Regions from separate parts of the Mus musculus genome. Here regions 1, 2, 4, 5, 6 and 7 are each linked to region 3. Evidence: chromatin contacts called from public ChIA-PET, Hi-C and HiChIP or PLAC-seq data. All regions are on one chromosome and are shown on one strand. The core of a region is the stretch at or near the end of the contact, and the rest is flanking DNA. Distances in the headings are between cores, read along the strand shown. Region 1 has its middle 29 kb from the start of Gm33897. Region 2 has its middle 79 kb from the start of Gm46240. Region 3 has its middle 49 kb from the start of Gm40746. Region 4 overlaps Gm46240. Region 5 has its middle 58 kb from the start of 4930556N09Rik. Region 6 has its middle 30 kb from the start of Gm46240. Region 7 has its middle 72 kb from the start of Gm33897.

The links. HiChIP or PLAC-seq counts read pairs in DNA pulled down with a chosen protein or histone mark. A called contact is a pair of places that touch in the nucleus more often than the background predicts. ChIA-PET counts read pairs in DNA pulled down with a chosen protein or histone mark.
Region 1: a contact with region 3 is called in a CTCF HiChIP or PLAC-seq map of the NIH/3T3 cell line, with 6 read pairs. The contact joins two enhancer-like sites. A contact is called at or near these places in 1 of 15 datasets of contacts at CTCF or cohesin (the NIH/3T3 cell line), 9 of 484 Hi-C or Micro-C datasets (3T3-L1-derived adipocytes, bone marrow-derived macrophages, liver and 1 more) and 2 of 115 datasets of contacts at active chromatin or transcription factors (bone marrow-derived dendritic cells and double positive thymocytes).
Region 2: a contact with region 3 is called in a Hi-C map of 3T3-L1-derived adipocytes, with 5 times the contacts expected there. The contact joins two enhancer-like sites. A contact is called at or near these places in 5 of 484 Hi-C or Micro-C datasets (3T3-L1-derived adipocytes, the C2C12 cell line, bone marrow-derived macrophages and 2 more) and 2 of 115 datasets of contacts at active chromatin or transcription factors (acute myeloid leukemia and fibro-adipogenic progenitors).
Region 4: a Hi-C map of bone marrow-derived macrophages shows a contact between it and region 3, with 12 read pairs. The contact joins two enhancer-like sites. A contact is called at or near these places in 2 of 484 Hi-C or Micro-C datasets (bone marrow-derived macrophages and group 2 innate lymphoid cells).
Region 5: a contact with region 3 is called in an H3K27ac HiChIP or PLAC-seq map of the NIH/3T3 cell line, with 5 times the contacts expected there. The contact joins two enhancer-like sites. A contact is called at or near these places in 1 of 15 datasets of contacts at CTCF or cohesin (large pre-B cells), 2 of 484 Hi-C or Micro-C datasets (bone marrow-derived macrophages and embryonic fibroblasts) and 2 of 115 datasets of contacts at active chromatin or transcription factors (the NIH/3T3 cell line and acute myeloid leukemia).
Region 6: a contact with region 3 is called in a Hi-C map of bone marrow-derived macrophages, with 14 read pairs. The contact joins two enhancer-like sites. A contact is called at or near these places in 1 of 15 datasets of contacts at CTCF or cohesin (the NIH/3T3 cell line), 3 of 484 Hi-C or Micro-C datasets (bone marrow-derived macrophages and uterus) and 3 of 115 datasets of contacts at active chromatin or transcription factors (acute myeloid leukemia, embryonic fibroblasts and large pre-B cells).
Region 7: a contact with region 3 is called in an RNA polymerase II ChIA-PET map of memory CD8 T cells, with 21 read pairs. The contact joins two enhancer-like sites. A contact is called at or near these places in 1 of 484 Hi-C or Micro-C datasets (bone marrow-derived macrophages) and 2 of 115 datasets of contacts at active chromatin or transcription factors (acute myeloid leukemia and memory CD8 T cells).

Annotation. Positions count from the first base shown.
Region 1 is chr10:96,684,549-96,688,318 of GRCm38.p6, forward strand. No RefSeq gene overlaps it. Among named protein-coding and RNA genes, the nearest start is that of Gm33897, 29 kb to the right of the region's middle. Within about 2 kb of position 1,758, at least 109 of the 459 cell types and tissues checked have an H3K27ac peak or open chromatin away from gene starts, as enhancers often do. A contact at or near this core is called in 3T3-L1-derived adipocytes, the NIH/3T3 cell line and bone marrow-derived dendritic cells, where this site is marked.
Region 2 is chr10:96,820,964-96,824,347 of GRCm38.p6, forward strand. No RefSeq gene overlaps it. Among named protein-coding and RNA genes, the nearest start is that of Gm46240, 79 kb to the right of the region's middle. Within about 2 kb of position 1,553, at least 60 of the 459 cell types and tissues checked have an H3K27ac peak or open chromatin away from gene starts, as enhancers often do. A contact at or near this core is called in 3T3-L1-derived adipocytes, where this site is marked.
Region 3 is chr10:96,130,513-96,134,262 of GRCm38.p6, forward strand. No RefSeq gene overlaps it. Among named protein-coding and RNA genes, the nearest start is that of Gm40746, 49 kb to the right of the region's middle. Within about 2 kb of position 1,814, at least 52 of the 459 cell types and tissues checked have an H3K27ac peak or open chromatin away from gene starts, as enhancers often do. A contact at or near this core is called in 3T3-L1-derived adipocytes, the NIH/3T3 cell line, bone marrow-derived dendritic cells and 2 more, where this site is marked.
Region 4 is chr10:96,907,987-96,911,212 of GRCm38.p6, forward strand. The region is part of intron 1 of Gm46240; the gene reads left to right. Among named protein-coding and RNA genes, the nearest start is that of Gm46240, 8.3 kb to the left of the region's middle. Within about 2 kb of position 1,900, at least 12 of the 459 cell types and tissues checked have an H3K27ac peak or open chromatin away from gene starts, as enhancers often do. A contact at or near this core is called in bone marrow-derived macrophages, where this site is marked.
Region 5 is chr10:97,091,801-97,095,393 of GRCm38.p6, forward strand. No RefSeq gene overlaps it. Among named protein-coding and RNA genes, the nearest start is that of 4930556N09Rik, 58 kb to the left of the region's middle. Within about 2 kb of position 2,296, at least 14 of the 459 cell types and tissues checked have an H3K27ac peak or open chromatin away from gene starts, as enhancers often do. A contact at or near this core is called in the NIH/3T3 cell line, where this site is marked.
Region 6 is chr10:96,869,602-96,873,075 of GRCm38.p6, forward strand. No RefSeq gene overlaps it. Among named protein-coding and RNA genes, the nearest start is that of Gm46240, 30 kb to the right of the region's middle. Within about 2 kb of position 2,065, at least 84 of the 459 cell types and tissues checked have an H3K27ac peak or open chromatin away from gene starts, as enhancers often do. A contact at or near this core is called in the NIH/3T3 cell line and bone marrow-derived macrophages, where this site is marked.
Region 7 is chr10:96,785,761-96,789,200 of GRCm38.p6, forward strand. No RefSeq gene overlaps it. Among named protein-coding and RNA genes, the nearest start is that of Gm33897, 72 kb to the left of the region's middle. Within about 2 kb of position 1,656, at least 51 of the 459 cell types and tissues checked have an H3K27ac peak or open chromatin away from gene starts, as enhancers often do. A contact at or near this core is called in memory CD8 T cells, where this site is marked.

The DNA of each region.
Region 1 (3,770 bases), core at 508-3,007, 550 kb after region 3:
ACTCGAATGTTTCTCTTCCTTGCTTTACAGGTGCTATATGAGTAAGGAGCGAGAGAAACAAAAGGTGTGCCCAGGAGATGACCTTGAGGAGAACTATGTGTATCAGTCTTGTCTTAGGGTTTTACTGCTATGAACAGACACCATGACCAAGACAACTCTTATAAGGACAACATTTAATTGGGGGTGGCTTACAGGGTCAGAGGTTCAATCTGTTATGATCAAGGTGGGAACATAGTATCCAGGCAGGCATGGTACAGGAGGAGCTGAGAGTTCTACATCTTCATCTGAAGGCTGCTAGCAAAATACTGGCTTCTAGGCAGCTAGGATGAGGGTCATGAAGCCCAGACCCACAGTGACATATCTACTCCTAGGCTACAACTATTCCAATAGGGCCTTACCTTCTAAAAGTACCACTCCCTGGGCTGAGGATCTACAAACTATACCAAGTCTCCTGGGGCTGCTCTAGCAAAATACCATAAACTTGTCAACTGAAACAACAGAAGTCCATCATGGGCTGGAGAGCATCTATCCAAGGTTAGCTCAACCGTCAAGGCTGCAGAGTGATTCTTCCTAAACCCTATGAGAATCAGAGAGTCCCTTCTGGCTTCTAGTGGTTTGATGTCAATTTTTGGGTTTCTTTGTTTCTCAGACCTGTCCTTCCGATGTCTACCTTCATATTTACTTGGGATCCTTTCTGCGTATGTGAATGATCCTCATCACCGACTTCCCAAGCTCCATGTAAGAGGGCTGGGATTTGCTGTAGTGACCTCATCATCAGCTAATCACTTGCATGGGTGGTTTATCTAAGCAAAACTAATTCCACAACTTGTAAAGTTAAGGTTATCAACATATTTTAGGTTGGAGCTAGAAAAGGTCATTAGTTTTCTTTCTTTCTTTCTTTCTTTCTTTCTTTCTTTCTTTCTTTCTTTCTTTCTTTCTTTCTTTCCTGTACTCAGATGTGTATATGAAGACAGTTTCTGTTTGGTTAGGTCACAGCGTGAAGTTTTCCTTTCTTGGAATTCCTATTGATGGGTCCTTTGCCAATTTTCTTTACGTACCTTGCACTCACTGTTTCCATGTGTAGTTATTACTAAGTTTGTCATTTTCAGTGTAGTTTTCTAAAAGTGTACAGCTACATGCGGGACTTGCAAAAAAGATCTACAAATGCAACTCTCACTTCAGTCATGAGAAATTGATTCAAATCCAACAGTGCTTGGGAGAGTGAGAACATAGGAGGTGCTTGGAGTTTTCATTGGGTATTTCAGGATTCTTTATGACAGTTCCAAAACCTGCAGGTGAGTGCACGTACACACACACACACACACACACACACACACACGCGCGCGCGCACGCACACGTACATTCCCTGCCCTGCCCCGCCTCCCCTACACCCCAAGAGATGATTTTTCTAAAAGACATCCTTACAAAGTTTCGAACAAGATGATGCTCTAGGTTCTCTGACATGGCAATAGCTTCCTTTGGGTTCCACTAGTTTTGTTTTTAACTGTTAAAAAGTTTCACACACACACACACACACACACACACACACACACACACTTAGTCATATGACTGTATTAAATGTGCCACCAGCTGTCTGCCAACAAGAGACCCAAAAGAGAAACTGTTATTGGCTTCCCCCAGAGAAACCTCCTTTATCTCAAAGAACTGAATTGCCAGGTGGAATTGAGTAAACTCTGGGGTTGCAACACAACCAAGGCATAAAGTTCACCATCAACGTAAAACAGCCAGGCCAGTTCTGCTTTTTAATGTCCTCTAAACTGAAGGAACTGAGCAATCTAAACAAGGGTGAGGCCACGGCCACGGCCACGGGGGAGTGAAAGCCATGTTATATTGACAGCTAATGAGTGAACAACAGCTCTGTCATCTTTATGTGCAGAAGACAGCTTTGTTTATGTGTACCCAAAGTTTGCTGTGAAATCCCGGCCAAGAAGGGAAAAGTTGTGTGGAAACTGCAAGAGAGGTTGTTTGCTTCTTGCTGGGTTACATGATTCACAAGCTAACAGATTGAGAAAAGCTTTGCAGAGAGCAACAAGTTGACACTCCTTGTTTACTTAAGTAAAGATGCTCTAATACGGGCAAAGTTGAACAGCTTTTGGTTTCAAATCTAACATTGTAGAATGGGAGATAAAAACACCTAAATTGTCTGTTAAGATGAAGTGTTTCTAACCTGTGTATTTATTTACCAATGACCTTTCTCTCCCTTGACCAATGTCATGCAGCCTATATTAGATACAGAGACATGATTAGATATCATTTCTTAGTGTAGTGTCTCACTGGTGCCCACCCATAGCTCAGTATACCAGGATAAGATTCCTGAAGTGTCTCAAATGAATGAACTCTGAGATTTCCCCCCCCCCCCAGTTAGTTTTTTCCAACTGGCTCACCAACAGTTTTTTACCAGAGCTGCTAATGATTAACTAAAGGAATCGCTTGGATGGAAACTTTTTCAGACCTCTCCAGAGTGAGGCTTGCCAAGAGTGGTGCAGGGGGCAGCCAGAATAAGGAAGAGGAGTGCAAGCCAGGAGTCTGCAAAAACACACATGTGCAACTGAACTTCTTGGCTCCTGGACAGAAAGCGCTGTGAGACACCAAAGCTCTTTTTCCCTTTGTATATTTACAGATTCCGAATCCAAACTCACAGCAGTGGACGATGCTCTGCGTTTTCTCAATGATGTTTACTTAATAAGCCTGTCAGTGACTGGCTACAACCTCACCTCAATCACTGCCTCTATTTCAACCATCTTGACCTTCTAAGGGAGAGCCATATAGTGGGGTTTTGGAAGAGGATGAAGAGAAATCTTTGGGGCGGGGATGGGTGGCCAGGGGCAGTGGTGGTTCATGGTGTTGGAACATAAAACACTCTGTGCATGGTATTTCTTTATAGATGTTGGCAATCAAAGAATGTTCCAGTTAAGTATGAAGACAGAAGAGAAGCAAGTTACCCATAACATCTACCTCAAACACTAATGAGAAAAAATTTGCTTTGCCATGTGCTGGTTGTGGGAAGGATGCTTTCGGGTCCTTTCATTTATTACTCCCTTCCTCTGTTGGATCAGAGAGACTTGCTGGGACCCTGGAAAGTACCCCTGGTTTTTGGCAGGCTCAGAATCTCCCCCTATGGTCTTGTTAAAATAGGTCAGCCCCATCTAAATTTTAGAATATAAAATCAAAAATACACTGCTACAATGTGAATGATCAGCTCACTCCAATCTATCACCTATTAAGACGTTGCCATGGCTACCCACAAATCCCCAGCTCCTAGCACAGAACAGGAGGGGTTCAGTGATTTCTTATTGAGCAAATGGGTGATAGGCTGCTTTGAAGACAATTACCCTTGACTTAGATGACTCGCACCCATGTTGACTGGTTGGATAATATGGTTTATGTAGGACATCTATCTATGCATCACATGCCACGTCATAAGGAAATGTTTGGTGTAAATACAGAGGGTCAGATTGGGATTGCTTAGCCTGGTACTTGGGCGGAATGGGGGTGGGGGGAGAGCATGTGATCGAGGTTGGCAGAGAGAGAGACAGAGACAGAAAGAGACAGACAGAGAGAGACAGAGAGAGATAGAGAGATAAAGACAGACACAGACAGAACAGATACACACAGAGAGACAAATAGAGACAGTCAGAGACAGAGACAGAGGGAGAACTACTGTTTCCAAGCAGGTTTCCATCTCCCAGTGGAAGCCATCCTGTTATGAAGCCATCAAGGGCTAACCCTATCATCAGTTCAGAATCTGA
Region 2 (3,384 bases), core at 303-2,802, 690 kb after region 3:
GTTATGCCTCACTGCCCGTCAAGACACACAATCTAGTGTGCTACCTACTCTTTACATAGGCAGAGATATAGGAAACCCATGTTATGGTTAGTTGTATGGGTGTAAGACCCACTGGGAGGGTGGCTGTGTTTGCACTAGGCCGAGCATTTCGAAACACTGCACAAAGCAAGTTTGAAGCTTCTCATCATCAAGAAATGACCAATGTTTGAGAAGATGCATTAAAACGGATCTAAACATCACACATCACACAATGTAGTCGCGGATTAATGCACAGTATGGAAACTCGTTCCCACATGCTTTTATATGTTGGATAAAATAAAAGTGAGAAAATTTTAAAGGAAGAAGAAACTGAATATATGCCACCAGCACATCTGGACTAGCACATCTGGACTAGCACATCTGGATGGTTAATATGACCTTAGAGGCAACCACTGGGCAAACCTCACTAGACGTTCTACAGGGCGTACACTGGCTTTGTTTATCGTAGCAGAACATATCAGACGCTATGACCTTTGGCTTGAACTAGAAGTAAGTCTTTACTCCGCCATGTGCTCCCCTTCCCTACATTTTATCCAACAGAATAGAATTGCCTAGATTACATTCTTATCCTCATTGGTCTGTACCAGCAACATTTGAGAGTCACTATTGCCCTGGCAATGTTCCTGGTTTTGCTCCAAGATTCCTTCCGCCTGTCCATCTTCTGCAGTGCCACCAGAGAATAGTATTTCATTAACCTAAATCATACGATGTAATTTTTCCTGCTTAAAACTGTCACATCAAGACTTTGAGTTATTATTATTGTTATTGTTATTGTTATTATTATTATTATTATTATTATTATTATTATTATTACAAGGCTTGGCTCCTGCCTACCTTCCCTTTTCTCCTGGTGTCTCAAGACTGACCTCTACCTTAAAAGCTAGTATTCCTAACTGGCATTTCCAGGACAGAGGAAACTGTCACTTCCAACTTTCTCTACTTGCAGCTTGCTTTGTCATCTTTAGGTCACAGACAGTTCATCTGACTAGTTGTCTCCAGCTAGGCCAAAGTCTCCTCATAAGTTGCAAAAGTTTTCAAATATTGTCATAAATTCCCATGTATCCAGGACACCAGAGTCTGGCCTCTGCTCTAGAAACTGCTTTACCCACATGGCTCTGTTCCAGAGACACCACTATTTTCTCCGTTTGGACATTTAGAACAAGCCCCAATTCTAAGCCTCTGCCTTGTGTTCATGGAACACCTCAAGCTAAATTTATATTTTCATGACTTTGCTTCCTTTTCTGGACTCTGTCTCGTCTCCAAATTGTCAGTGGTTTCTGCTCTTCTCATTTGAGTGGCCACATGATTATGGGAACTTCCAAGGTAGGAGAAGAGCTAGTTATTAAGATGAGGCCTGTAGAGTTGGGAACAACTTATTAGTAGCTGGGTGTGGCCCACGCAAACCTGGCTCAGAATCACAGCTCTTCAGCTTGAATTCACCCTGGGGAAGAGGCTCAGCTAGCAGCTCTTTAAAGAGCACAGGCTTCAGTGCCAGCTGTTTTCCTTGTAAAACAGCTGACCAGTTTTGCTCGGTGCAATCAGAGACTTGGGTTCCTTCCCACGAGGGAAAACCGTTGACCCATTTCAGTTAGTACTGCAGAAAAATTTCCATGGGCCCAAGAGAGGTTCTTGGGAAATAAGATAGGTATCCATTCATTGTATAAAGTGACAGGCAAGGCTTGTCATTTTTCACCATTGTAAGAAGTCAGAGGCAATAAACACATGCAGGAAATTGTGGTGGTATCTCCCCCCCACAATTGCTTCTGGAACTGTTTGTTTCTTTACAAGCTTGTTATTCACTAAGCAATCAATTTTAACTCCTCCTTTGCCCTAGTTCCTGGAAACCCCTAATCTTGCCATCTTTATAGATCTGCCTATTTTGAAAATTTCAAATACATTAAACTATACAACCTCCAACTTTTTGTGTCTGCTTCATTCATGTGAGGTATGAGTTCCAGTTGATTTGTCTGTGGCATGCACCTCCTTCATGCATTCCTTCCTTTTAGTAGTTGAATAATATTCTACTGTGTGGGCAGGCCACATTTTTTTTTTATATCCATTCATCTGTTGATGTGCATTAGGGTCATTTCCACCTGCAGGTTATTACCCTGAAAGTTGCTGTTATGGCTGTTTGTGCCCTAGGTTTTATTTGAACATCTGTTTCCAATGATTTTTGGTGTGACTAGGAGTGGAATTGGAGGGTCATATGGTTCGGGAAAAAAAAAAAGATCCTTGTTTAACTTTAGTGAGGGAACCATGAAACTTTGTTTTTTCTCTAGTGGTTCAACAATTTTACATTCTAACGAGTTACGAGGAAGGATGGGTTTGGGCAAATCCTAAGAACACCATACAAAGTGTTTATATCAATAAGTGACTCATTAAAGACATTTACATGATAAGGAAGAACATCAACTCAGATTCTTAAAGTGAGATAAAGTTATCCCTCCTTCTTGGTTGAACAGACCATGATGGCTAATTATGAGTCAGTTCTGGAAAGTTCCGAGAGCAGCGTGTCAGGGCATCTACACAGAAGATTATTGGTGTAAGGTTTTTGAAATAGCCACACGTCAGCTGTTCAGAAATACAGATTCGCACTGTCTATGGCTGAGTTCTGCTTGGCTCCAGTGACACTGTTTCTGCTGAGCTTGAAAACCTCTTAAACCTGTCATTGAAAGGTAATATGTTCTTTTCTGGCTTGAATCACAACAGGGAATTCAAACTTGTAGTTCCTTTTGGAGCCTAAAGTCATTTAAAGTCAAATCACCTATGAGGATAAGCAGGGAGCTGTTTCAGGTCTGAACCCCCTCAGCCTTCCCGGAAGTCATGCCATTGGAATGCACAAGCTTGGTCGTTATTACCTCTGGGTGGCGTTCGCCTTTGCTGTATCTGTACGGACTATATTAGCTAGGTCTTCTGGGATGTTTAAGTTTTCCAATGATGTTGACAGCCTTATCCATGCCCTGGTGATATCAGATATGGATTCTTGGAGCTTCCCTTTCTCAGATCCTTGGCTTCTTCCTATCCTCAGACCACTTAACATTGGTTCAAGTTACAAGTTCAGGGGATTCCATGGCATTTCTCAAACGTCTAAGGCCCTTAAGGGAGTTCACTGGTCTGGTGCAATACCACATACTAATCCTGTCTAGCCTAGAGTTTTAAGCTTTTGAAGCTTAAGTAAATGGGCAGGTAGGAGATCCCATTGACAGAAAGTCAAAAGTCACACTAGATTATGTGTTGGCAAGTCAAAAGGAAATCATTGTTCCTCCTAGAAAAGAAGAAGTTCAATGGAGACAACTTATACTGTGAACTTGATCATCAGTCTATGTGTTGTTAGTCTTCATCGTC
Region 3 (3,750 bases), core at 564-3,063:
AAGCAGCAATGAGGATATTTACTGAGGTTGGGGATATTTAAGGAGTGAGGCAGGGAAGGGGGCAGGTGTGGGAGATGCCTGGGGCCCCTCTGGTTGCAGGGCTGCCTATAGCCTGGTGGGGAAAGTGCAGCAGGTTGCTGTCAGTCCAAGGAGGTAGTTATGAGACTGTGGCTTAAGCATAGTGGTGGGGATCAGAAGTGGAGGAGGCTTATGAAACATTTTGGGGACCCCCCCCCCCCGAATAGCTGGAGGTGTTAAAGCTTAGAGCTAAGATCACCGTGGTTTTGCGTTTGTGTTATCCTGGCTAGGACCACTCAGGTGTCACGGCAAATCTAGACTTTCAGAGTTTGCGGTGATGGATACGATTGAGTTTTTGTCTTCATCAAGTCTAAATCTGTTCATTAGTTCTAAGATTTTGCTTGATTTGAAAGGACTGGATTTGGGGCCTCAGAAGATGAAGACATGTAAAATAAATTAAAGACATCAGAGTAGTAACTGTTTTGTTCTGTTTTCTGTTTGTTTGCTTTTCAAGACAGGGTTTGTCTAGGTAGCCCTGGCTGTCCTGGAACTCTATATGTAGACCAGGCTGGTCTCAAACTCAGAGATCCATCTGCCTCTGCCTCCTGAGTACTGGGATTAAAGGTGTGTGCTACTAACACATGGCACTATTAACCTTGACTATGAAATACACTTTAATACTGAAAACACTGAGGTGTAAACTGTTCATAGCTGCACTTTTAGCCTTGAGAAGATAACCTTATAAAAACCACAGAACCTCAACATTGAGGTGTGTAGGTAAATAGACCACAGAAGTTGCTTCCTGTCTAGTTCCTCAATCGCTCTTTGATGTTAAGGTGAACTTAAAGGTTTTGTTACTTGGAGGTCAAGGTGAGGCTGTGCTGTCCTGTAGTGTAGTCATGACCGTAACAGTGATGGGCGCAGACTGATGACCATTGAAGTTACTGCATCCGAAGCTTCGAGTGCCCGAGCTCTAGTTCCCTCTGTAACAGGTTCTTAACCCCATTTTACAGACAAGGAAACCAGGACTCAGGATTTTGTTGTTCCCTATTTTTATTTTCCCCAGGCAGGGTCTTGTGAGTCCATACTGGAGTCTAACTAACTATCTAGCAGAGAATATCCTTGAACAAGAGGGTAGCCTCTTGCTTCCATACCCTGGATGCTGGAACAAAGGGCCAGCATCACCACACAGCTTCCCAGCTCAGAAGGTTTAAATATCCCAAGGCTACAAAGCTACAAGATGATGGAAACATGATTTGAAATACATGATTTGAAATTTGACTGCTGCAAAGCTCACATGTCAAAGGCAGGGGAAGGTGAAATGGTTAAGGCTTAAATCAAGGTAAAACCATGGGCAAAATGTCGAGAGTCCTAGCACGGGACTGCGGTTCAGCATAAGGCTGTGAAGTTCCTTTCTTAGCTCAGTCATAACAACCAGACATGGCAGGCAGAGAGCACTTTGTGTGCACTGCCTTTTGATTCTAACGGCAGCCTAGAGGAGCTACTACAGTGCCCGTTACACAGACAAGGCAACTGAGGCTGTAAAGACAGTTTGGTAAGTTTCAACTAGCGTCTGTTTGGCTCCAAGCGGTGCTCACGAATGTAAATTATCTTTTGACCGACCGACGTGACTTCTGTTTTTCCTGACGAACCACGGTGTCTTTTCAAAAACCGGGTTTCTCTTTCTGTCCCTGTTCCCAAGTCTTTTAGGTTGCCTGTGACCACTTTTGTAGCCCCAGCTTCATTATCCAGGTTCACACCGGAGGATCCACATGGTGGCACTGTAACCTCACACAGTTAAAACATGAGGAAAAAGGAGGAAAAAAAAAAAAACCCACTTGTTTCCACTGCACTAGGCAGGCCAGACTCAAGTCTGACAGACAGTCATGGACAGGCAGACTGGCCTTAATTAGACCGGCTTTAGCATTCTACCCTTTCTGGTTACAGACACACAGAACGCATTCTCCTCCAGCTACACCCAGGAGTGAAGATTCCAGAGACCCCATGCCCAATGGCAGGGTGTTGATCCTAACTAATATCACAACATCTAAGAGCACACCACCAAGACCTCTCCAAAGCCAGGAAATGCATGACTATCCCTTTCAAAATATTTTTTATCTGACTCTCATAAGCCCCTATCTCTTTAGACTTTCTGAAGTGGTGGGCTTTCTGAGAGAACAAAAGGAGGGAAAGACAGACAAATTAGGGAGAAAGGAAAAGGATCAACTCTCTGCATACATGACATTAAGTGCAGTACCCAATATCCCCAGACACACTTCCTTATGCATGGGAAGGCTTACCCAGTTTCTGTCTTGCAGGCTGTAAGATATATTAAAGGTATAAATTCATGATGTATCTTTAGGTGTTTGGTGATGCAAGCTGTTTCTTCAGTACTTTGCTTTCTTTGCTTCCAACTAAGAAAAAAAAAAAGACCAAGATCCTTCCATGTCACAGGAGGGAGGAAGACTTTCCAAGAGGGCAGATCTATAGACAAAGAGAAATCTTGCCAGTCTAGGAATGTAAAAAAAATATGCATAAGGTTGATGGAACAAAAATATTTTTACCCAGATGTAGCTGTCTCTTGTGAGACTATGCCGGGGCCTAGCAAACACAGAAGTGGATGCTCACAGTCAGCTAATGGATGGATCACAGGGCTCCCAATGGAGGAGCTAGAGAAAGTAGCCAAGGAGCTAAAGGGGTCTGCAACCCTATAGGAGGAACAACATTATCAACTAACCAGTACCCCGGAGCTCTTGACTCTAGCTGCATATGTATCAAAAGATGGCCTAGTCGGCCATCACTGGAAAGAGAGGCCCATTGGACAGGCAAACTTTATATGCCCCAGTACAGGGGAACGCCAGGGCCAAAAAGGGGGAGTGGGTGGGTAGGGGGTGGGTGGGTATGGGGGACTTTTGGTATAGCATTGGAAATGTAAATGAGCTAAATACCTAATAAAAAATGGGAAAAATAAATAAATAAATAAATAAACAAATTAATAAATAAAAATATTTTTATTTGTATATTTTTAAGTCTTTTTGAAGTAGATAGCAACCAGAGAGAATCATGCTTTTCAAGATAAGTGGCAAGATTCACACTCATGACTGCTTGTCTTAGGAAGAGTCTTCAGGGCCAGTTTCATTTTAAAGATTTGGGGAATCACTCTACCCAGATGCCTGAGTTGTCTGCACATAGGCTGGCATGAGGAGCCTTCATGCTTTTGTTTGAAATCCAGTCAGCTAGTTTCTGGCTTTATGACTTCGGCCCTGCAGCTATCTCTAACTCACCCATGTGCCACATGCATCCCAGGATAACTTAATGTGGCCCAGCACAAAATTATGCATTTACTTAAAACATGAGAATTTTCTCAAAAATAACATAGTTATGTAGTTCTCAAGGATGAACTTTCTAGATGAGAAAGTCATGTTGCAATGTCAAGAGTTTGGACCCATCTCACAAAGCCTGTTCCTCAACCCAAGTTCTTTCATCTGAAAAATGGGCATGAATACAGTAGCTCCTGTTTTACAGGTTGTTGGAAGATTGTGTAGAAATCTAGCATATGGCAGGCCCTTAATAAACACTTAATAAATGTGCCCCGTTATAATAATAAGAGTCCTGATCATGTTCGATACTGCTCAAAGAACAATGAAGAGACAGAAGAGAGAGCTGATCTGGCTTGGAGCTTCCCCAAAATAAGGCTCAGGTCTTTTCAGGGCTCTAGCTCTATGCTTGGAC
Region 4 (3,226 bases), core at 650-3,149, 780 kb after region 3:
GGATGTCGAATTCTAAGTTGAAAGTGAGTTTTCCTTGAAAGTTTGACAATGTCATAGTCTCTCTTTAAGGCTCATGTAAATGATGTCATCAGTAATTAGAGGTAAAGTTGGTAAGGCTGAATGACAAGGAAACCATGGAAGCAAGAGGAAAGTTCATACAAGACAGGTCGCCTAAAGTATGTGCTATGAGAACAGGCGGAAGGGCACCTCTGGTTAGAAAAATTGAATACTGCCGAGAAATCTAACATGCCTCACAACCAGTCCTTATCTTCAGCACCAGGTTGGCCATTCTGACTGGACAATTGAGAGTCATCAGAGTGGAAGAGGGTAAGAATTCGTAAAAGGGTAGGCTTGAAAAACTTTTGAGTCATTTGTCTGAGAATATGCAAGGGAAAAGATGACATATCCCCTTGTTTTAAAAGGTTACTAGAATCACTAGATTTGTTAAATGCTAATTTTAAAAAATCTAGTAAGGAAAAGAGACAACTGAATCATAAATGAGCAAACTAAAACAACTCATTAAGGTATTGTGTGTGCAGTGCAGAGAGAGGGACTAGTGAATAGGAGGAATAGGACATTAATTCTATAGTTTCATTAACAAAAACAACAGGATAGATATGGATGAACAGGCTGCAGCTTCTGTTGGGAGAAAAAGAAAGAGCTTATTGACCAGGTATCTTGTAGAATGTAAAATTTGAATCTTTTTGGAGAGATATGGTTAGATGTCTAAATGGCACTGAGAGACCCACTGAAATTAGTAAGCTTAAGTTTTCAATTATCTCAATTATTCTGGTTATACAACTTCCCCCTAAAATCTTCCCCCTAGAATCTTTCAAGGTTCTGACCTGGTTATCTTCATCCGAATTTCGTGAAAGCTATTCTCTGTACCCCAGATGAGGTTGGATGATTCAGATTTCTTCCTATGAGGCCTGCCATTTGACTTTCTACTATGTCCTTGATTTTTTCTTTGTCTTCAAAGCATGAAAGAGCATCTTGCCATGACATGGACAGCTCTGGATGGTCAGGCTTCTTTGACCCAGCCCATGTCACTTCTCTCTGTTTACATTAGTCCAAATGTCAACAACAACAAGCTACATGTGGGTTAACTACCATCCTGACAGTGCAAGGTACTTTCTTTACAGTTAGCAACCAGTGGCCTTGGTTGGAGAGCCTGAGAAGCAGCACATCTTAATGACATAGACAATGTTTAAACCTACATCATCAATTACAGACACCACACTTATTCTATTATCATTATTATTATTGTTGTTGTTTTGTTGTTGTTGTTGTTGTTACATTTATTTTTTCACTACATTGATTCTTTTTTATAGGTCCTCAGGGCTAGAGAACTGAACTTTAGTGTTTCAGGGCTTCTGTGAAATGCAATTATGAACACAATGCAGTAGTTGTGACTGACCAAGTTTGAACGTACTGGCAGTTCTGTTAGAAGCATGAAAAAGAATTTGCAAGTTTGTTCTGGATACGCCAACATTTACATAGCAGTCTAACAAAGGCTGGGGAAGAAAACCAAACTGAACGGAAACCTAGAGGGTCTGACATCGATGAGTTCCAATGTGTCATGTTGTTTCATAGGTAGAGTTAAACATTCTCAATTTGTGTGTCTGTGTGTTTGTGTGAGTGTGTGTGTAAGAGAGAGAGAGACAGAGAGAGGGGGAGAGATAGGCAGAGAGATACACAGAGAGAGAGAGAGATACAGAGACACAGAGGCACAGGGACAGAATCAGATGGGCCAAATGCAACCCCCAGTCACATCAAATAGCAATTTGGAATCATCTATTATCCTTGGAAATAAAAATGTCCTTGATGATGTTTGCAAGATTCCTTCTGGTGGAGTCAGAGGACAAAAACCAGATCACAGCAGGGTGAGCTTCAGAGTGCTTATTAAGCAAGCAGAGCTAACAAATATGTTGGGAATCTTGCAGAAGCTTGACAGTAAAGAGGTGAATGGAGAGGAGAGACTGTGGGTCACAGAGAAGGACATACTCCTTAAGTCTGGAAAGGTATATCCATCCATATGCACTTAAGTATGCATATACTTGTTAGGAGTGATCTTTGAGACAGAGAAACGGGGAGGTTTATAGGAAGACAAAGAAAGGGGAAGAAGGCAAGAAAAGGAACAGAAAGAGGAACAAATGAGACAAGGTCTCTAAAGGGAAATTCAGTGGATGGAGGAGAAAGAGAGAGAGGAAGAGAGAGAGAGAGAGAGAGAGAGAGACAGAGACAGAGACAGAGAGACAGGCAGAGAGACAGAGACAGACAGAGACAAAGACACAGATACACACACACAGAGACAGATAGACTCATACACACACACACTGAAAAATAACAAAAATAAATTATAAAAGATAATAAATAAATCCTCCAGAAGGATGCAAGTAAGTACAACACACTATAAGAATACAGAGACCAAGAAGGAACTCTTTTGTGCTCTCCCATTTTTGTGTGTATATGTACATGTGCACATGTGTGCATAGAGGTCAGAGGTCAACATTAGGTGTCTTCCTCAATTATGGTCCACCTTACTTAATCATTATTTATTTTTCCATTTGGTTATTTATTTATTTATTTATTTTATTTATTTATTTTTGAGACAGGGTTTCTCTGTATAGCCCTGGCTGTCCTGGAACTCACTTTGTAGACCAGGCTGGCCTCAAATTCAAAAATCTGCCTGCCTCTGCTTCTCAAGTGCTGAGATTAAAGGTGTGTGCCACTACCACCCAACTGGTTATTTAGTTTTGAGGCAGGGTTTCTGTGGTATCTAGTGCTCACTGATTCTATTAGACTAGGTGTACATTAAGCCCCGGGGGATCCTATTTCCACTTCCCCAAGTACTTTAGCAACTGAGTCATCTCACCACTGTTGGACCAGAAAATTCCATTCACCAGGAGTGGTGAAGATATCACAACCAGCACAGCTTGAGTCCTGAAACCATGATTTAGCGTTGGTGAAGGAATGAAGAATGGATAGCCACACCGAGACATATACAGAAAGACTGAGGTCCCTTGGAGTGTATGCATTTGGTCTGAATGGGACTTACTACTGCTATGAACTCAGAACCTCGGTATATTTTGAGTGCAGCAAAGGGGTATGAGTTGGGGCTTAGTCTTGGTAGGAAGTTTCTGTAGGTAAGCTGTTTCAGACTGTAAATATGCTGGAGGAGGAGGGGGCTGTAGTTGCTAGTTTATGTATCTACTGATCTATAAAC
Region 5 (3,593 bases), core at 1,046-3,545, 960 kb after region 3:
GATTTCCTTAAGAAAAGAGATAAAATAAATTGTGATATATTAGTCTGATAGACTGTTACTGCTAAGGGGAGGGGGAAAGAACCGCCAAGCCATGAAATCATGGGGTGATTTCAGTACATTATAATAAGCCCACTTGGATTGTATTTCTAACTCCATGGCATTGTGAAAAAAATCAGACAGCAAGTAGCCCAGTGGTTGTGAATGTCGACTGGGAGGGTTAAATTAAGCAGCAAAACTACTCTGAGGGACACAATAAAAGTGTTTAAATGCTGTCCTTATATATCTACCTAATCAGTAGAGTGTATATGAAAATGAAATCCCAGTGCAAACTATGAGCATGGGGTGACTATGAAGCCCAGGAGTGTTCACCATTTCCCTCAGATGTACCATTGCGGTGAAGAAGATTATGGAGGAGGCTGGCAGAAGAGTCAAATGCACACAGAAAGATTTTGTATTTTGTACTCAAGTATGTCATAAAACTACAACTTCTTACTACGGAGTTTCAGAATGTATGGAGAGCAAGTTCACTTTATTAGTTTCCTTGCTTCCCATACAGGAGTCCTTCCTTGCAGTACAGAGGTCATTACTTTCCATACAGGGTTACTTCCTTGCACTGCAGAGTTCCTTAATTCTCATACAGGAATTTGTTCATGCCATACAGGGATCCTTTTTGTTTTGAGACTGTGTTTTCCAAATGAGATACATGGAGACTTAGGTCTATCAGCCTGTTTCAAAACTAAGAAAGGATATTTAGAAAGGATGAAGTTCTTTCCAAATTTCTACCTTCCCCTCCAGAAACGTTCTTAGTATGTACTTGGTGAACACTCCAGTGCACTGAAAATGGTAAGCCAGATCAAATTCAAGCAACATCCAAAGGCAAAAGTCTAAACATCCATGCATTCATTAACCTAACCAATCCTCTATCCATTCGTCCATTTGCTATCAAGGTGGCTGTCTACTTTGGACCAGACAGAATCCTAGGAACAAGGGCCACTGAACACGACAACACTTGTTCTTTGCTTTTATTGATCTTGCAACTGAAAAAACACAGCCAAGCAATAAGTACACAATGAGTGTTTGTTAGTACAATGGAAAATAACCGTTGGCTGGCTTATAGCCAATGATGAAGATTTAGGTAGCTATCTAAAGGTGGAGAAGTCGCTAAGAAAAGGTTAAAGAAAATATAATCTGAGAAGGGAGAAGAACTTTTTAAAATAGTTACATATTGTGAGTAGAAGTCAGAATTTTAAAAGAATTATAAAATATATATGCATGTGATGATGGGATGTGGGTACTGGGCAATAAGAATAATGGGAAGTAAGTTCACATAAGTAGTTATGGACCAGATTAAATGAATGATAGGTCAGTATACCACAATTAAACATTACTGTGAATGATTTAAGAAAAGACCCTAAAAGAAAGGGAGTGAAATTATCTAGCTTACTTTTTGAGTTGGCCAACAATCCTTGCTTCCAGTAAAATAGAGAATATAGATGAAAAATGCAGATCATTTAAAAAGTAGTTATAAGACCACCACAGTATTGTAGATGAGTCTGAGAGTAGATTGGACTGAAGACCTTAGAGTAAAATGGAGACAGATGAACAAATATGTTGTAGACTTGGGATGATGCCTTTGCCAAAACATTTTTATGTAGACATTTGAGAGTCTAGAAGAGACAAGGGTGATTATAGCATTCAATGGTTATCAGAGAAAGTCTACAATAATGTGTCTATTCCCTCAAAAGAGGGCATTCACGGGTCAAAGCAAAGGCTAACCAAGTTCAGGTTGGAGACCTAGTGAGTTTATTAGACTGATTCAGAGGACCACAAGTTAGGACCATATGTAGGAGCATGAGTGACTTAAAGGCAATTGCTTCAATTTGAAGTCCCACTATCACCATGAGTGATAAAATATAAAATCTGAAGAAATACCAATGAGTTCCATTTCCGGTCAATATTTTCACCTCCTCCAAATTCTACTGCCCCTCCTAAACTGCATGCAGCTGTGGCAGGAGGGAGGAGAGGCTGGCATGCCAAGTTAGGATCCAGTAATTCTCTATGATTATTCTGTAGGTGAACAGTAACACATCATTGCTAGACCTAGCTATCACTGTATCAGTCTGCCTCTTTGCTTGTCACGACTTCCCACTAAGACAGACTATAGGTTACCATAGCAACTCTGCTTCATGATGGTTAATGGTCGTGACATGTCCAAAGTAAATAGTTTCACTCTTACAATGGATGTCAATAGGAAGTTCAGCTGCAATGGTTTCTCATTTCATGCACTTTGGTTACTGAGAATCCTAGGAATTTCTTTCTGTGGACCTGGTGAGGTGTATGAATCAGGGTATTGGATCCCCTGTGGTTTGTGTGGACATTTTACTTCCTATTCATTCGTTCTAGCCTCCCCTGGCTTTACTCTTCCCAAGTCAGCTCAGCTCTCCCTCATGTCTCCTTTCCTATGGATCTAAGACATCTTCTGAGTCTTCGAAGAGCTGACTACCTTGCTGGTTCATTATGCATTCACTTGCACTCTGCTTGTTTTTCCCCCCACGACTAGATGTGAGCATTCTAATACAGAAATACCTTTGATTGTATTCTTTTTTGCTGTCTTTTGTGCAATTTCCTCCATCTGTCTTGAAGGTGCCTTTTGTTGTTGTTTTTTGTTTGTTTGTTTTTGTAATAGAAAATAGTTTTTCCTTATACACTGTATTCTGATTATGGTTTCCTATCTACCAAATCCTCCCTATTTGTAATGTATTGTTAGTTACACAGAGGGAGTAGCCATGAGGTACTCCATGAGACTAACAGGGATATATGGCAATACACATTTCAAAATCCCTGGGGCTTGAGGTATAGCCTGGTGGTAGAGCACTTACTTAGACTTAGATATCAGCTTTCACTGTTGAGAGAAATGCATCGTGTTCCTTGACTTCTATGGTTCTGTTCCCCCTTAGCTCAAGTAGAGAAGTTAGAATGAATAAACTTTAAGTTCCTTTTAGATTAATAACAATGATCAGTTAGTTATAGGTTCTGGACAGACGCTAATAGTTCTCTGACCAATATCTCTCAGAAGTTGAGGAGAAAATGTCCGGTGGAATCATTCTTAACTTACAGTCATCACTTAGATTCCAAGATACAAAAAGAGGATCATCAAAAATGCCAAGATTCTATTTGAACTAGATGCCTTCTAGAAAAGAAGTCTTTCTAGAAGGTCCCTGTGTGTGCTGAGAACTAGGACAGTCTGAAAGCAATGGTATCTTCTGGGAATTAGAGTTATTAATAATGCTGGCTTCCTCTGAATAATAAAGGCATTAGCTGAGAAGGAACTCTGGGAGAGAAAAGAAGGATGAGTGAACAAAGGAGGATAAAAATACCATAGACAATGCAAGCAGTCCCCTTACTCACAATGGAAATATGACACACATTGGGACATCCCAGAAGTAAGTGTGGAGGCACACATGGTAAATGGAATATATAACTATGAGCAAACACCCTCCACACTTTGAAATCTGTGAGTTCAGACAGTACCCTTGAAAACAATGTTATATAACTGGAGATGATGGGACTGTATTAATTTCAAATATCTGCTG
Region 6 (3,474 bases), core at 815-3,314, 740 kb after region 3:
AAACAAAAGCTTTAGAAACAAAATAAGACTCTTTCCATATCTGAACTATAGCAAATATCACTTTGGGGGGGTGTCAAAATGTTTTATCACTTGGTATACCTGCATCTCAAAAGGATGTTAATGTTTAACAAGTGAAGATGTGATATTTACTGATTAGCTGTTGGGTTTTAGAGATTAACTGGCAGAAATGAGGGATTGACTGCTTCTCACATACCTCTATTTACCTTCTGTACCATCACATGGTCTGGCCAGATTATACTTTAGTATGAATCTAAATGCTAATAAGGTTCATATCATACGAACAGACATGAAGTACAGAATGTTCTGGATGGCAGTCTGAGCATAGCTTTACAAAGTATCTTTCTCATTGTATTTAATGAGGAAAATCAGTAGGAGCTTTCTAAGCATCCCACTGAAACTGAGGCAACACGTTGTGAAACTGATGGGGCATGACACTACCGTACATGGGATCTCTAGCTCCAACTCTGCAATGTCTTTTTTTCTTTTTTTAATTAGGTATTTTCCTCGTTTACATTTCCAATACTATCCCAAAAGTCCCCCATACCCACCTCCACAATCCCCTACCCACCCACTCCCCCTTTTTGGCCCTGGCGTCGCCCTGTACTGAGGCATATAAAGTTTGCAAGTCCAATGGGCCTCTCTTTGCAGTGATGGCCGACTAGGCCATCTTTTGATACATATGCAGCTAGAGACAAGAGCTCCGGGGTACTGGTTAGTTCATATTGTTGTTCCACCTATAGGGTTGCAGTTCCCTTTAGTTCCTTGGGTACTTTCTCTAGCTCCTCCATTGGGGGCACTGTGATCCATCCAATAGCTGACTGTGAGCATCCACTTCTGTGTTTGCTAGGCCCCGGCATAGTCTCACAAGAGACAGCTATATCTGGGTCCTTTCAGCAAAATCTTGCTAGTGTATGCAATGGTGTCAGCATTTGGAAGCTGATTATGGGAGATAGAAGAGAGAATCTCAGGTGCAATGTCTTTATTCTGGGAAATTAAATGAAAAGGGGATGTGAGGTGAGAAAAATAACTAAACTAGACTGGAGAAGAAGGTAAGATGAAATGAAGAGGCAGAACTAGCAGATGCCTACAGTAGATTAGGAACACCAGAGCCTTTCATCTTGTCAAGATGGAGGTATTGTTGGGAAGCCACATGAGCGCCAAGCGACATAGCTCCAACAAATTCAGCAGAGGCCAAGAAGCATGTCCTTAAGTCTTCCTGTGAGATGGCTTCCAAGTGCGATGTTTGTCTGTGACTCTTATTTAAGATACCCAGGGAGCTATCAAATGTTGTCCGTAATTGATTGACAGCCACATGAAAAGAATAAATATTTCAAACTGGAATAACAGAATAGATTTCTCCTGAGCCTTAACTTAATTCCTCTTTTTAAAACTCTCTTTCTTTTTCCCTCCTCCCTTCCAGAACTGCAATTGGAAAAAAAAAAGAGTAAATATGAAGAACTACATTGAGACAGTTGTCTGATTATTTTTTTAACCTGAGAATGCAAATGGATAAAGTTTAAAAACAAGGAGCGATGTCAAACATAATCAGAACTTTATATCCTGCAATATAAACTTTTGTAAGCTCAGAGAATCAGCCAGAACAAAATGTCTAATTGGTTTAAAATTAAAGTCAAGGTTAATATTAATAAATACTTTATAATTCTTTGTAAGTTTATTTGAATGGTATTGGCTCAAACTAAATAGATGCCATTTCTTTAAAGAGAACAGTGTTTAATTAATACCAAATGACTTAGTGTGTGGAGTTACTGTTTGTTCTGTGGCCCAGGCTTCCAAGCCTGTGTTTGTGTATGTGTGTGTGTGTGTGTGTGTGTGTGTGTGAGAGAGAGAGAGAGAGAGAGAGAGAAAGAGAGAGAGAGAGAAAGAGAGAAAGAGAGAGACCCACATTTGGTAGACTTCTACAGAATGCACACATATATTTTCTTTTTGCCAAAAAGTAACAGAAGCCTTCTGAAGGCGTAAGGCTTCATCTCTTTGATAGAGCTCTTAAAACGAGAACAAGAGTGAGCCAGAGTGGACAGGATGTGGGTGTCTGACTCACAGCGCAAGGCAGCCACATGCAGGGTCAACAACCCCACCCCATCTGTGGCCTGCCCTTTCCTCTGATCTTTTCAGATATTTCATGTGATGGTTGGCTCACAAACAGTAATGGCTTCTTGGGAATGTCGGTCATCCGAACTACCTGAAAGATAAGAAGCTCCACCTTCCTTTCTTATCCTGGCCTCCTTGGTAAAGATGGAAAGATATTGTTCCTTCAGATACACAGTAGGGAGGAAAAAGATGAGGAATCCAGGTTTCCGAGCCTTCATAAGTCTGAGCCCTGTGACTCACCGACAGACCACATGAGACAGAGGCCATGTTCTTGTATGTTTTGGTGGTGTGCAACTTTTTCTCCTCTGAGACAGACAGGAAACATGCCTAATTCATTGTATAGCAGCTATATAAGGCTCTGAGGATAAATACTGACTAAATCCCAGGAGTATTTTAGTGAGGAGCAGTATGCACATGAGCCCATAACTACTTACAGAGTGGCTGAGAGGCTGCTGAGTAGTGATCAATGTCTTAGTTTAAGGGATATAAAAACAGTTATTACAATATATCATAATATAACATAATACAGTAATATATATATATATGTACATATAAGATACATACATAATGTTATAACTCATGAAGCGGTAGATGGAAAGAGAACAGAGAGGAGGAAATACTTAACAGGGAGGACTGGACTCCACTGTGTTAATTAGACAAGGCTCTGGGAGAGGAAGAGCTATGCTGGGCTGGACGCTGCAATATACTCAATGAACATCAAAAATGATGAGAGGTTTCAGGTAAAGGGAAGAGTCTTTGAAGAGCACCATCGCTGAATGTTTAAAACAAGAAAACTGAGAAAAGAGAAAGGGCTAGAGCTCTTGGAACAATGGAAGGAATGAGAAGAGAAGGAGAAAGGTATTCATTCATTTTCTAATCTAGCCTGCAGGCTGCACAGTCAGTGACCCCGAAACAATGGACAGTCAAGTGTGCTTTGCAGTGTCTCCGGTAGCCCAGGTTGGCTTCAAACTTATTCTGTAGGTGCAAACCTCATTCTCCATCCTGAAAACCCCCGAGTTCTGGTGTTCCTGGCATGTGCCACACCTAGATGGGATTATAATTTTGTTCTTATAATTTCTGGAGTTTATGTGGTTGTTGGTAAAATTCTGTTGAAACTGTGATGGAAGAAAACTCTCTCTCTCTCTCTCACTCGCTCTCTTAATCTCTCTCTCTCTCTCTCTCTCTCTCTCTCTGAGGTACCGTTTCACTATATACAGCAACCTGGCCTTCAATCACAGAAATCTGCCTTTAATGAAAGAGCTGGGATTAAAGACATATCCCACCATATCTGGCCATTTTCTTATTTTTCAGGCAGGCTTGTTGCCTGCACATAGAGCTTATAGA
Region 7 (3,440 bases), core at 406-2,905, 660 kb after region 3:
CTTTAAACAATATAACAATGGCAGGAACCACAATATCATTCCTTTTAACTTATGTAAAAAGCCTCAAATTGGAATTACTATTTTCTTTGGGTCTAATAAATCCATCCTTGATAATTTCATACTATAGACAGATTATTGAAAGGGAATATACATTTTTTAACCGTGAAACTCTGTATACCTGAGATACAGACTTACAATTTGCATAAAAATAGGCCAAATCCCACAATGGTGTTATACTAAAACACCCTGCTTATCTATATTTGAAGAAAATTGATTTGAACATGAAACTTGCAAGGCACAAATGTCACCTGGAAAGCCCCTTCCCAATAACACACACAGATTTCATCTGCAGAGTACACATTATACCACCTGAGCCAGGAAATAAATGAATGTGTTTAATAACATGATCTATCAGACAGTAGAAAAGCCACAAGCTTATCCCAATAATAACATATAGAATCAACATAAAATTAGATGTGATTACAGTTCAGAGAGAGGAAAACAGTTCTGAAATAAAGATTTCACTTGGTTTCTCTATGTTCATAGTCCTTGTGTCTCAATTCTGAGAAAGTGAACATGAAAAGCATGGCAAAATCTGGCCACTAATTATATAATACACACTCAGTTATTCACGGGCTTTGTGATGGCTTGTTGTTTTCATGGCCAACACGAAACCTCCAGCTTAAACACATTTTGTGTTAGGCTGAAATCGAATGTAGGCTTGTTCAAGTTGCTTAACATCCTTGAACTTCTTCATCAAACTGGTAGAATTCTTAAAGAGTTTTCCGCGTATAAAAAAAAATACAGGTGGAATGTGTGGCTTGGTGTTTGATGTGCAGCACATGACAGGGAGATGGATATTATTATCATGATGGGAGAAATAACGACAACTAAGAGTCTAGAGAACTTAGTGGTGCTCTTCATTAAGTAGCTGACTGTTACCTTAGGTACTGTGGTCTCTGGGCTACAGCTTCCTCATCTTTGAACTGTCGAAGGTGGAATCATCAAGGTGAGATGTTTCTCCTTTGGGTTGTCTGAGAAAGGCTCTCAATCTGGAGCTGAGGGGTTTTGATCTGGTGATTATTTTGCTTCCACCTCCTGAATGTTGGGATTGTAAGAATGCACCACCAACCATGATTAATTCAAGTGCCTTTATAGTAATCAAATTGTCTGTCTAGATTTTGTTTCTTGTTGTTGGAATAAAACATTCTGTCTGAACAACTTAAGGGAGCAAAGGTCTATTTAGCTTAAAGTTTCAAGTCCCAGATCATCGTTTTGGGGAAGTCAAGGTGTGAACTTGAAGCTGCTCGTCACCCCCACAGTCAATAGCACAGAGAGAATGGATGCTCAGGGAACGATGTGCTTCTCTTTTAGGTTGGGTATTTTCCTATCCCTTGATACATAATTCAATCCTCAGGGTTATGCCCATAAGCCCAGGTCACTTAGACAATTCCTCACTGAGACACATCCCCAGTGACTCTAGGTTGTGTCAAGGTGACAGTTAAGAACTAACCACTGCATTCTCTTGTGTGAATGGAATCTTAGGCAAAATGCTGCTGTTTGAAAGCCATGCAAACAGAGCCGCTGAGTTGGTTAAAGTCGTAAAGTTAGAGCTTGATTACTTGTAACCACTTCCTGCGCCTGCCTGTGGCACCACAGAGCGTTAGGCAGGTGATTACAAGACACTTGAGAAGGTTTCCTGTATAATGCTGTTTGAACTGTGTATTGAGCTGGTGAGCTTTTGTTCAATGATTTATTCGCCAGTTCCAGAAAGGGACAGATGAATCTTCATAAGACTGTAACAGATGTGAACTATCAATTTTACTGGTTTAATAAATTTAATGACTGTATTAGGGTTTTGTGTTTTTGTTTTTGTGACAACTTGTGGAAGAATTTATTTTGGTTTATGGTTCCGGGGGGTTTAAGAATGGACCATGGTAGGAAGGTTTATCAGTAAGAGGCAGACATGTCAGTCAGCAGAAGCAGGAAGCTGAGAAATCCTATCTTTAAGCCCAAACATGAACTAGAGAGAACAGGCTGTAAGTGGCTCTGAGCTCTCAAACCTTACCCTCAGTGATATCCTTCATTCAGAAGGACTCCCCCTAAAGAGGGTTATATAGCCTTCCCCAACACTGATACCAGCTGCAAACTAAGTATTCAAATACTTGAGTCTATGGGAGACATTCTTAAATTCATACCACTCTGGTAACTCAATCAATTGTTCAGCACTCATAGTATCAAAGACTAAATCAATGTCCCATAATTGTTGTGTATATAGAGAAATTTTTAGTTATACCCTATACAATTATATAATTATCATAACTAGAAATATTTGAATATATATGTCTATATATATATATGTATATATATGGATGACCTGCCATTTCCTTTTCATGTGGATGATGTCATCAAATTCATATCCACCAAAAAAAGAACTCTCAGATAATCTTGTTGATAATTACTACTTTTGGGGGGAGATCCTTAATTCTTAATTGGGTTTAAAATAGTAATGTATACTGTGGGTTCTGATGTCAGTTTATCTTCAAATATCCCTTTGAGGGTGGTGCCTTTATTCTCATTTAATAGGTTTGGAAAATGTAGCTCATATTTGAGAAAGCTACTTGGAGTCACATGGTGTTTAAATATCGAAGCCCAGGTTTCCTGATTGCACTCCAGGGCGCTTTCCACGAGTGACAGGGGCAAGAGGACAATGTGCAGCCTTATCTTTTTCGAATGTGCTCTTCCTGATTTGCTGAGAGTTTTAAGCAGTTCAGAGAACTGCTCTGAACCATGCAATGACATACAGTCAATAAGCATTCAGGGCACTCTGAATTGTTCAGAGGCATAAATGGGTAAATACTCTTCACATTTTAAATGATAGTGAAAACATTTGCATTCTGATATTAATATTTATTGATTTTTTTTGAGGTTCAGTGAATAGTTTTCATGATAATTCCTCAATCTTCAGAGAAAACCTGCATTCATAAATAACAAATTATGTCATTACCCACATCTGCTCTCATTTTCTATAGGCTTCAAAATCTCTATTCATCACGGGAGCCAAAAGAAGTGGGTACCCACCGGTTTCTCCATCAAATTCTGGCCCATCTTCCTGCACATAATTCTTATTTGAGAATGCAATGCTTATTCAAAATAAATACGGGACATACTAAACTATGTGATTAACATGCAATGAGTCTCAGATTCCATTTACTTATGGAAATCGAGTCAAATCTAACATGCTAGCAACACTATTGTGAGGTCAGCTTCCTGATGAGGCCATTGGATCTGCAGGAGTTACCACTCTGATACCACATTAGCACATCATTAGCTTGAACCGTGCCACAGCAGTATGAAAATTAGGCATTTTCATTTTTCAAAAGAGACAATAGCAACTTTCCCTGCTTCTTACATTCATTTTTAAAGATGAGACTGTTGAT